Linked DNA regions of Sus scrofa: region 2 is linked to region 1. Evidence: chromatin contacts called from public Hi-C data. All regions are on one chromosome and are shown on one strand. The core of a region is the stretch at or near the end of the contact, and the rest is flanking DNA. Distances in the headings are between cores, read along the strand shown. Region 1 overlaps ESRRG (estrogen-related receptor gamma). Region 2 overlaps ESRRG (estrogen-related receptor gamma).

The links. Hi-C and Micro-C count contacts between places; a contact is called where the count stands out from the background.
Region 2: a contact with region 1 is called in a Hi-C map of heart right ventricle, with 3 times the contacts expected there. The contact joins two enhancer-like sites. A contact is called at or near these places in 2 of 47 Hi-C or Micro-C datasets (fetal heart ventricle and heart right ventricle).

The regions. Positions count from the first base shown.
Region 1 is chr10:6,827,856-6,833,934 of Sscrofa11.1, reverse strand. The region is part of intron 4 of ESRRG (estrogen-related receptor gamma); the gene reads left to right. Among named protein-coding and RNA genes, the nearest start is that of USH2A, 170 kb to the right of the region's middle. Within about 2 kb of position 2,489, at least 2 of the 83 cell types and tissues checked have an H3K27ac peak or open chromatin away from gene starts, as enhancers often do.
Region 2 is chr10:6,924,697-6,930,775 of Sscrofa11.1, reverse strand. All of the region lies in intron 2 of ESRRG (estrogen-related receptor gamma), which reads left to right. Among named protein-coding and RNA genes, the nearest start is that of USH2A, 270 kb to the right of the region's middle. Within about 2 kb of position 2,220, at least 2 of the 83 cell types and tissues checked have an H3K27ac peak or open chromatin away from gene starts, as enhancers often do.

The DNA of each region.
Region 1 (6,079 bases), core at 1,240-3,739:
AGGTTCCCAGGCTAGGGGTCTAATCAGAGCTGTAGTCGCCGGCCTACGCCAGAGCCACAGCAATGCAGGATCCGAGCCGCGTCTGCAACCTACACCACAGCTCACGGCAACGCCGGATCCTTAACCCACTGAGCAAGGGCAGGGACCGAACCCGCAACCTCATGGTTCCTAGTCGGATTTGTTAACCACTGCGCCACGACGGGAACTCCTGTTTAGTTAATTCTTAATCCATAGAATTACCCTTGGTCATATCTTGAATAATATTGCCGCTGGTCCAAAAAGGCAGAGTGAATGAGTCAGTGCAACCCACCCCACTCTTAGGAAAAGAGGCAAATTTGTCAGAGCAGATCCATAATGTATCTGTTCTTTTGGGGGCAAGTTTCATTTTACTCTCAAATCCAGTGTGATTTTGATATTACTGTGTAAGTCTTGTTAAAATATGTAAATAGGGCACTTGCTAAACTGACTTTATTTAGTGTTCTTTTAAGTGATCATAAAATTTTAATGACTATTATTACTGATACTCTAATAAGTACTTCAATGAATTTTTTGATGGTTAAATATAATTTGTGTGTTACTCCAGAATTGCAATGTGGGGATTTTAATATTGAAACATTACTGTAAAATATTCATACCATCAGCCTTCCATGTTGCTATACCATAGAATAAATGCATGTTGATTTGAACTTAAATCTTTCTGACATTCAGTGGTGTGGGTATCACAAAATCTTATAATGCATCCGTCATTCTGCTGAGGGAAAGGGACTTGCATTTTCAGAGTACTTATAAATTGATGTTAAAAACCATTTTATTCTAACCAAGAAGGCTCTTGTTTACAGTCCAATTTTGGACATAAATGTGAGTTACTTAAATAGAGAGATAACCTTCATCTTTCAGCAGCAGCGAGTGCTGGGTGAGGTCAAGGCCAAGAGTTTAGTGTTTTTGTTATCAAAGTGTTATTGTCTAACTTGAGGACCACAGTATATGGTCATTGCCTCGCGTGCAAACAACTTGGATTCTTTTGAACTCTGCTCGGTGGTAGTACCTTTCCCCACACTGTAAGCCTCTCACACCCCGAAAGTTGCTTTTTTCTTTGGGTTTTTTGGTTGTTTTTTTTTTTTTTGTTTTGTTTTTTTTTTTTTTTTTTTGTCTAGTTGCTGTTGTTGTTTTTAAGGCAGACCAGCACTTAGCAGGAAAAGTTGCATCTCCTGTGCCTGTGACCAGCTGGAGGCCAAACAAAGCAGCTCACGAGACAGCGTTCCTGCTGCTATTTATGTAGCCCTCAGACACAGGGCCGGGTTTTTAACAAAATGATTGCTTGGGCTTTAGGTCTCACGTCATGAAGCATTTTGTTGATGCTTTATAAATAGTGTCACCTATTTATAACCTTCAGCCGCTATTCTTTTCGTGGCATTCTCAAGTGGCCTTTGGTTTGGTTAACATCAGCCACTCGTATGCACTTGTGTTGCTGGAAAAGTTAAAGAGGAAGAAGTGAGCGCTCACCGCCCATCGGTGCAACGTCTGGGGAGTTGTTAGAGGTGGGAAGTTCAGGTACAATTGGGATCCTAGAGCAAACACTGAAAACGTGGCAAAGAAAGGATCGGATGAATTTTATCTTAGGAAGGTATCACTTGACAGATGCAGCACAGATCTTTACTGGAAAAGATCTACATACGCTGAGAGTCTTAGATTCCACTAAAAGAAGAAAAAGAAAGAAAAACGACTGAGGTGCCAGGCGATTCCGGTGGGAGGGAGCTGTCTGTGCGCGTATCACCGGGAATCGGTGCAGTTTTCCTCTCATCTTGGCCGACGGGGGAGGATTTTAAAGTTCACCCTGCTTCTGCTGCCTTCCTCTTTCCTCCCGTTGTGCTTTACCTCCGGGCAAAGGTGAAAACCTGCTTTCCATCCCCTGCGTCTAATAGAGAATCTTCATCAAAAGCAAGAAAGCCAGAGAAGAGAGAGGAAAAGTGAGGCAGAGAGATCAGCGCCTTGCTCTGTGGCAGTTGATGAAAGCAGCAAAGGCCTTGGCAGACCCAGGAGCCAGAGGGAACTCACACAAGTGGAAGTAGCCTGTGAACAACTGCAGGCCAGTCGGCAACCCCGGAGACTGGTTTGTTGGTCACAATAGGTTCAGATCCACATGCACCTCTAACCTGTATACGTTTATAAACAATGTGAAGAAATAGCAAGACGGGATAAGGGGAAAAAAACAAGCTTTCTAAAATATTCCAAGTGGCTTTTTTTTTTTTTTTTTTTTTTTTCTTGAAAAGGATTACTGTGAAGAGAACATTTGCCAAAGCTACATGTTCTGGGTTTTATACCAATTTTCCAGCTGCTTCAGTGTAGAATATACCCTTTTTTAGATCGAAGTCTAGTGGATTTACATTACATTATGAAGTTTTAGCTCTGCACCATAGTGATTCAGTATTTTTGCAGATTCTACTCCATTAAAAGTTTTTTAGGAGACCATAGCTATAATTCCCTGGGCTGTGCAGTAGACACTTGTTGCTTAATTATTGTACATTTGGTACTTTGTTGATCTTAATCCCACACCCTAATTTGCCCCTCCTCCTTCCCTCTCCCCCTTGTAACCATGAGTTTGTTTTCTTTATCTATAAGCCTATTTCTGTTTTTCGTAAGCGTTCATTGGCGGTTTTCCTTCTTTTTCTTTTTGTCTTTCGAGGGCCGCACCCTTGGCATACAGACATTCTCGGGCTAGGGCTCAAATCGCAGCTGCACCTGCTGGCCTACGCCACAGCCACAGCCATGCCAGATCCCCCCTTGCCTGCAACCTACACTGCAGCTCATGGCAATGCCAGATCCTTCACCCAGTGATCAAGGCCAGGGATGGAACCCTCATCTTCGTGGATACTAGTAGGATTCTTAGCCCGCTGAGCCACAACAGGAACTCCCATTTGTGTTGTTTTTTAGATTCCACAAATGATGATATCATACAGTGTTTGTGTTTCTCTGTCTGACTTATTTCACTAAGCATGAGGTTTACTCCCAACCTCCTGGTGGGTTTTCAGTGATAACAAGAGCATTCACTTAACAGGTTAGGATAGGTCTGTGGTGGTTACATTCGAGAAAGCTGCAGGTAGGCAGTATTGGAGCCAAACCTCAGCCGACTGTCTGTCTTCTGTGCCATCCACTGTAGCACCTCTCTAGGAACTCCTGACATAATAGAGCTGTGACCATAGATCCCGGATCCCTCTTCTGGGGGCAAAATGCCTTTTTTCCTGGCTATTGAAAGCAAATGCGTGCTCCTCTGATGTGTTCAGTCTGGGCGGAGACCTTGTCTTTAACAGGCAGGGTGGGTAGGTCTTGCGGCTCAAATTCTCCCCTTCCTCATGTGGGTAACAGTAGCGTGAGGACAGGCATTAAAGCCTAGAGAAGATCTAAAGGTCCATCGTAATTACGGTAGATGAGTGTCAGTCACCATGCCACATGCCAAGAACGGAGGGGCCTTTCCTGTCTCAGCCGGTTACTCTGAAATGCCGTAAACTGGAGTCTGCTTTTTCAGCCAGCTGGGTTTCTGAAGGAAAGTCATTAACAGGGATTGTGATCGGGTGGCAGGTGGAGTTCCTGATGTGGCTCAGTGGGTTAAGGACCTGACATAGAGTCCATGAGGATGCAGGTTCAATCCCTGGCCTCACTCAGGGGCAAGCATCCCGCATTGCTGCAAGCTCACAAGCCGCAGTGTAAGGTGGCGGGTGCAGCTGGGATCCGGTGTTGCCCTGGCTGTGGTGTAGGCCGGCAGCTGCAGCTCCCATTCAACACCTAGCCTGGGAACCTCCATATGCCACAGGTGCAGCCCCCCAAAAGGAAGTAAATAAATAAATAAATACAATGTGGGGACACAAAGCACAGAGGTAAAGAAGTAACCTGGGATGAGCGAATACCTTGAGCCCACCGTGGTAGACCACAGATGGAGCTACACAGCGGAAAAAACACTTCACGCCCGAGACTTTGAAGGGGTAACCCTAAAACAAAAGTACGCAAAGGGCCTAGATATATTTTTATTCTCCAAACAAAGTTATTTCAGAGTGATTTCCCTGAAAGTTGGCGTTACCCTGCCTAAAGGTGGTCCACAGAAGTCTTTGGGGAAAGCTCTTTAGCCACTTTGAAGTAGAAAGTCAATGGCTTTTCTGAAATGTGACAGGCTCATAAACCCCAAACAGGTCTGCATGGAGTGGAGGCGTGAGAGAATCAATTCTCCTTGTCATTCCAGTAGTGAAACCTACTAGGAACTATCCCCAATCAGTCCCTTGAACATTTTCTGTTCTTCCTTTAAGACTAAGGCACGTCTAGTAATCCAGCAGATGATGCAATTAAAGCCCACAGAGAGGTCTGCTCATTTATCTGGTCTGTGGCTTGGTTCTCTCAAGCAATCCTCAATTATTTCCCATCGTCAGTGATTTTTTTTTTTTTGAAACCTGGCAATGATGTCAGCTTCGGTAAGTTAAGATGCTCTGCTCCCTATGCTGCTTATGCTTTGGTGCCTTATTAAATGCACCAGCTAAACAGAAAATGTAGTATAAATATGTTTCATGAGTCATTTAAGGATTCAGCCAAGAGACATTGCAATTGACTTTTGAGTCCATTTTTAGAACAAACTCTTTCAAGACTCCCCTCAACAGAAACACTTCCCCCCTGCGCTAGAGCTGACAAGGCTGTATGCATTACTTTATTTTGATACTGACATTTAAACAATAAAATAAAGCCATTTAAAACAAATAGTAGTGCTTTAAGTGTCTGGGCTGTCAAGATATCAAATTATATAACTTGGAAAAAATCAGAATTCATTGTTAATGGTATGCACTTAACACAAAGGGTCGCTGGAGTATTCACCAGATATATATTCAGCCACCGTGTTGGAGCTAACAGGCTGTATTCCTTTAGATAGAACTGACTATATTCACTTAAATGGACTTGACTCCAGTACAATCACTGTATTCAAATGTCAAAAAAAAAAAAAAGAGAGAGAGAGAGAGAGGGAGAGAGAGAAAAAGAGGATGTCACAGAGGGTCACAAATTATGTTGGATTTTGACAGATTGTAGCCTTGCTTTACACGAGCAGTAACATCTCATTTGTCACCGTTTGATCTGTAAGTGCGGGAATGGGAGCGGAAGGCCCTCCATCTCCACCACAATTTAATCGCTCTGAGGCCGCCAGTGCTGGTGGGAACCACCTGCCCTGCACCGCACTGCTGATCTGTTTTAATTTAAGCGTCCGTCCGCTGGATGAAAGCATAAATCGTCTCTCTTTGATCTGCAAATGGTGTGGTTTTGTAAAGCAGGGTGTGGAATCAGGGAGAAAGGACTTGGAATTTGGTGTGGCCTGGACACTGTGACCCTATGGAGACACCAACCGTGATGTTTTTACTCTCCAGGAGTTGCAAACCAAGAAAAGACGCTCTTGGGAAAACTTGCGACAGAGCAGGGGAAATAGCTCAAGGAAACCTATGTGGGTGAAGAGGTTAACAATGAAATAAAAGCTTCGGAGCATAATAATATATTGTTCTCAGAAGACTCAAAGCAGGTCTCCCATCCCTGTGTCATCCTTTTTAAAAATTGAACTGTAGTTCATTAACACTGTTTTGTTAGTTGCAGGTGTACATGAAGTGATTCGGTTCTACACATATACAGAGGCATAGAGATTTGGCTTTTTACGTTCTTTTCCATGATAGGCTATTACAGGATATTGTGTATAGTTCCCTGTGCTGTACAGTAGGGCCTTATTGTTTATTCATCATGCCTGTCATCTTTTAAACCACATTTTGGTGTTGTTAGTGTTGGAACTTTGGCTGCAAGAGGAACAACCGAGGAGATGTTAAAGAAATTTTATGTGTTGCCACCGAGAAGGGTCAGCGTTATTTTACGTCATTGTTTTTGTTAAGCCATAGGTGGTTAGCAGTATTGTGTTAGTGTCAGGTGTGAATGGTCAGCATTATTAGTGCACCCTGAAGTTTTCCAGGGAGGATGTGAACAGTAAGAGGATTTTGTTGAAATTGGGATGTATCGAAAGGCACGCACTTTTAAATCAAATAAGTGATGTGATGACTGAACACAATAAACC
Region 2 (6,079 bases), core at 971-3,470, 97 kb before region 1:
ATGTCAATTGTAAACATAAAAATGCATCACTGGATATGTAATGGTTTAAGATTCGAACTGAAATAAAAATTCCTGCCGGAGGAAAGAAAGCACTGTCATCAGACGAAGGGGGGGGGGGTCTTAATTTTCTTCGGAAGTGGCCAGGCTTGGGGGCGGCCCTAGGAGGCAGCGCCAGGTATAACACCGTGGTCAAGCCCACAGCTGCCGCTTCTCTTTGCCACCTTCTTGGAGGGTGTGCATCACAGAGCCAGTCAGCACTACGCAGAAAACCCTAAGCGTCCCTTGAGCCCAAAGCCGCTAGTACTGTCCATACGCTGAAATCCTTCTCTCTGGAGCCGGCTTGCAAAGTCACTGGGGGGATAAAACATCATCCATGATGTTTGTAGGCAAAGGACCCCAACGATCAGATTTTCCATCTCATTCCATCCTTGTGTCCTGTTGGCCCTCGGGAGGAAGCACGTGCTCTTTCTTAATGTGGGGTTTCCAATTGCTTCTCAAAAAAGATGAGCCTTAGAGGAAACACTCCATGGAAGGTGTGAATGGACTCCGATGTGAAACTGGATAGTGGGTGAAAGTTTGGTCGCCGGGCCCTGTGTACCCCAATGCTTAATAGAGTCAAATCTTGAAATACACTTCAGGCAATGCTCTCATTTTGAAGGGAATTTAAAAACAAGCAAACAAACCCCAAACACATCTAGAGGCGGCCTCCGAGGGAAAGCGAGTAGGAAAGTCGAGTTTGGAGTTAGGAGATGCCCCGACAGAACTTCAGCCTTTTTGGCATGTTAGATGGGATTCTAATTAGGTTGAACCACATGCAATTGCCATTTTTCTAGGTCAAGACATGGTCAAATATCAGAAATTTTGTGTGATTGGACATAATTGAATTCATTCCTATACTGTTCACATGCCATAAACGAATTGAAGGTAACAATTTTTTTTTAATATGTTCTGTGATGAGATGGGCTGTTTCAGATTATGAAAGGCACAAGAATTCTGTCTATAATTATGGCGAATATGTTATAGTATCATTTTTGACACCTATTTTTTTCTTTAACACCGTGACAGAGTTCTCAAAAACACAGTATTAAACACACTTAGAAAGTAGGGATTTGGAGCTCCCTGGTGGCTCCCTGGGTTAAGGATCTGGCATTGTCCCTGCTGTGGCACAGTCCTGATGAGATGCTAAGTTAAGATGCGCTTGTGCTGACGTTTCCAGTGGTGACATTTTGATCCCAGGCCCAGGAACTTCCACATGCTGTGGGTGTGGCAAAAAAAAAAAAAAAAAAGTGCATTTATCTGGCTTCCCACATGTTGTAGCCATGCTGCTCTCCAGCCTCCCTATAAATGTTTTACCTGCCAAGGAAGAATAGGGCACAAAGGTGTTAGGCTTCAGTGCTGACCCACCCAAAGAACACACTGCTTGGGGTATAAATGGTTGGAAAACAAATTGGGAAAAAGATGCTGGCACCTCAAATACGTCATCCCTGCGTTCATTGATCAAGAGGACCTTAGCACGCTAGTTAGCACTTTGTATGCCTCCCCTTGGAGAAGTATTAAAACTGTGCTCCATTAAATCTGTGCACCCTTGTGGGTTAGGCAGGGGGGCCCGTGGTGCTTTATTGGCTGTTACAGGCAGGAAGGGTGCTTTGGGATACTTAATAAAAGGACCCCCCCCCAGAGTCTTCATTGGACCCCCATATGTGTGGCTCCTATTGGAGCTCCCCTGCGCTGGCTGGTGTGAGCTTTCTCTGTCCACCTGCAGGCAGGATCTGCTCCCGGATCGGAAGGAAATTGGCTCTGTCTTTGGGTAGGAAGGAGGGGCGCCAGGGCCACCGCCAGAAATGTCAGCACAAAGTGCATCTTAACTTAGGGTCACGTCAGGACTGGGTAAGTTTTTCTCGCTCTGGGTAAGCACATGACAGCTTACATCTTGTTTCAGGGAGAGGGAGGGTGGGCGTCGTTTACTGGAACTTGATTGAGAAAATGCCTCCGACCCGTCCCGGTGTCAGTCTTGGAGTTTTCCCTGAGCAGTGCATTTCCCCCCTGTCTGTGGCACTGAATTTGATTTATCGCCGGTACTAAGATCAAAAAAGAAGTCATTCCTTTTGATGTTTGCTATTAGGCACATGCAGTGAGGGGTGGGGGGGTGCAGGGAGAGAGCTGTCTTAGCATACGAGTCACTGTCCTGGTCCCACGGTGGTGGCCACGGATGGCAGAATATATATTTTCTCTCTCTGTTCATTTTGGATGTAAATTCTATGAATAGAGAGGTGAGCTATAGGGTATCTTCAATTAATAATGAGATTTGTGTCAGATATGAATTCTTTTGGTCAGAATAAAAGAGTGGTTAGCATGTGCACCTGATTAGAGCAACGTGGTTTTTTTTTTTTTGTTTGTTTTATTGTATGGGCATTAATTTTACCAAAAGCTATAAAAAGCCAAGGAATATAAATAAGCCAGTGGGCTCTTCAGGCTTTCAAAAGAGAGCCATCGGTTGCATTTATTGTTGGGTGGCAACCGTGGGCCGTCGGAGCCTTATTTGCAAATGAGAGGAGAGATTTGTGGGGTCTCCTTCTCCTGTATTCAGGATCCTGCTCGGGCTTTGTTTCCAGCTCTGTCCAGTAGCTTTTGTCCAGCTTCTCAGTTTACTGGGATCTCTCTGAGCAGCATGAGCCCCAGCCCATCAGCAGGCTGCTAGTCAGCAGCAGGTGTGAACAACATAAAACAGGATTAACGCAGATCCAAAGTGTGTACTAAAAACAGAACCCCTGCCTGGCTCTGAAAAGGCCGGCGGGATTGAAAGAGGGAAGCCACTCCGGTCCTGTCCACTCCTTGTTTGCTAAACAGTGTTGAAGGGGCTATGCAAATAGTTCTGTTTAGTTGCCCAGAAGCCTTCCTAGGGGTCATGTACTTTCTCTCTTTTTGTGAAGTATCAACTCAAAACTTCCATCAAAGATTCTTCTCAGACTCTCAGAGGGGAAAACAAAGCAGAACAAAAGTGGTTTGGATAAATCTGGAACCATTACAGGTGAATATTGCCAACATACCGTCTTTACTTTAGATTTAAAGTGATGGTCATTCAGGGTCCTCTGTCCACCTCTTGAAAATATTAGTGTTGGGTGAAGTCCAATATTTGTGTGTGTGTGTGTGTGTGTGTGTTTAGTTATGTGTTTCAATTTATATTTTCACCTGCATCATGAATCATAAGGAAATTCATTAGAGATTATAGCCACACATCCCTGTGTTTTTTTGTTTGTTTTTTTTTTTGTTTTTAAAGTCAGTGCTACCTACATAGGAACAAGAAAGCTGGCAAAAAATATCAGTTAATAGAGGGGACTGCATGAGTTTAACAAAAGGGCATTGCATTGAATTTATGGTGTTTCAATCACGTCATTGATATTTTGTTTAGGAATATGATTCATTTTGCTGCATATTTTTGCTCCAGATAGACATTGTTTAGGAAAGAGGAAGGTGGCATTTAAATATATGTTTCTCTTTAAATTATACTCTTTGTAGTATATGCTGTCTCTAAGGTTAAATTTAGATATCTATGTTTTCTCTATTAGGTTTATGCTAACCTGCATTTTGAAACTTTAAGACTTAGTCACATCCAGAAAGGCATGTGAAATAAGGAAATTATTCAATCAGAGAAATTGTATTACACACACACACACACACACACTCACATACGCACATATAGACACACACATGAACCTAATTCTTCTTTAAACATACCCAGAGCAAATGTAGAATTTGTGTAATAGTGTGGCACTAATTTCTGAGACTCCAAAAGTATGTTTAAATATAGACATTTATATAAGATGGATCTATTTGAGAATGCCATATAGACTTTTACTAAAAGAATAAATTTGCAATGTCCAAAATCAAAATTTCAGTTTTTCACTTTCAGCATTGCTTTAATTGTCTTTTTTTACCTGGGTTTAAGTTGCAAATACCCACTCATTCCCTCACCCTTAATTAGACTTATTTTTCTTAAATTATTTTTAAATGACAGGGGGTTTTTTGCTGGGGAGATTTTGCTTCTAATTTTATTTTAGAAATAATTTTGCCTAATTTTGCTTAATTGTACCAGTCTGAACACACTCTGAATACAAGACACAGCCAAATCATTACTAAATAAATTATTTCTAAAACATATTTTAATTTTACAGTTGCTATCTTTAAATGTTAATTTATTATCGTTTCTCACTAAGAAATATCCATCCCCTTCTGTTTAGTCTTATTAAGTACCTTTGGTTATGTGCATTAATTAGGTTGTGGGCAAATAGCTTAATGATAGTTAATGAAATCAAGTTTAGATGATACAAGTTTAAAATTGATTTTTGATGTGTATTTTTTATAACCAACCCTCTGTCAACAGATTGCTTATCGTAACTTCTCATGTTGCACTGACAACGATTACATGTATTCCTTTGCAATTTTTTAAATCATTAAAGTGATCAGTTTAGTGCATTAAACTGTATTTTCTTGATCCAAAATATTTGCCTGTGTATAGGCATTGTCCTGGGCACTAAGATCCTGAAATAAATGATAAAAATATGAAATGATCTTGAGTACATTCAAAAAACACTTGAAAGGGGGAGTTTTTTTACCTCAGTCTTCAATTTATACTTGAGTCAATCTTCAGAAAATGATTTCAGGAATTTATACAGTAAGAGTTTTATATAAAACCTGAGTTAAGTTGAAGCTTCCATCCTGATTTTCTGGTTTGGGGCCTTTTAAATCTGATAGGAAGTTAACCCCCATGAGCACAGTTAGAAATTGTACATTTAGATTTAAATATTGCAAAGGTGTGACACTTGGAGCTTTCAAATCTGGCCCAGCCTATGCTCCTTCATCTAAAAAGCTGGTGTGAACCTGCTTCCTCGTGAAGTCTTTGAAGATTTGATCACCAAATTGCTATTACATCTTAAAATCCTCTCAATGACTTGTGTATGGTTTGTTTCTTAGATTGAAATGAATGGGGTGGGGGAGGAGGCTTTAAAAGATCAGGTAGGAAAAATATTTCCCAGATCGTAGAAAAAAGCAAAGGCATTTATTGTGTGGGTTGACTGCAAGGGAAAAGTCTGAATTAGTGAATTCATTCTCCCCAAAGTAAATGACTATTGAAAGGTAATTTTTATAAGGAAACCTCGCCCTTAATCTTGAGATAATCTTACAGCTACTGTCTTTGTCCAGCATTCCTGCAGCACTGCCCAGTGCTGTTCCCAAAAGCCTGGGATTTCAATTTGCCTGAGGTCTCAAAGACAACGGAATTCAAAGCAGTTTTCTGTCTTTGCAGCATCTCTTCAGTGGATGCATTTTATTAAAGTGTTTTATTTATTTATTTTGGGGAAGATACAGCTTGGTTGGCTTCAGGTCATTAAAATTATTCTCTTCCACATTTTTAGATGTTTATAATTAGATGATTAGGGAAGTTAGGTAATTAAGATTTATACTGGCATCAGTTAAGTTTATAGAAAGATTAAAATCATGGTATCATGGTACCATTGCCAATCTGAATATGCCAGAAAGATCTCTGGAGAATTTTTGTCAAGTGTTTCTGCTCAATTAAAATTTATACTACATGTTACTGAGTGCTTGTCTCATGATGGCTTGGCATGATGATGTTGCAAATTTCCAAGTTCAAGTGACACACAATGCAATTTTTCGTGTGACAGTAACTATAGAATTTCAAACTTGGGAAGGGAAATGCTGTACTTTTTGGAAATGACACTGGAAATATGAGACAAAGAACTGTCTCAACTTGGGCGCAGCTAATATTTTCTGCAACACTGCAAAGCCAGAAAAATACAGCTTTTATCTCCTCCACTCAGTGGATACACAGGGCAGCTTACCTTTATATAAATGCCTTGCAGGCATGAGCTGAGTCGTCTCACCTATGTTTTCTCTTCCTTGTGTTTTTTTGCAAAGTATCTATGAGACAACATTTTTTCTCTCGTCATCTTCCTGACTTTTCCGATATCCATCCCCGTGCATCCTCTTCTCTTGACTTTTTATTAAGCCAACGTAGAACTGTTAAATGCATTCATCCTTTTTCGAGCATGGTGCCAAAATG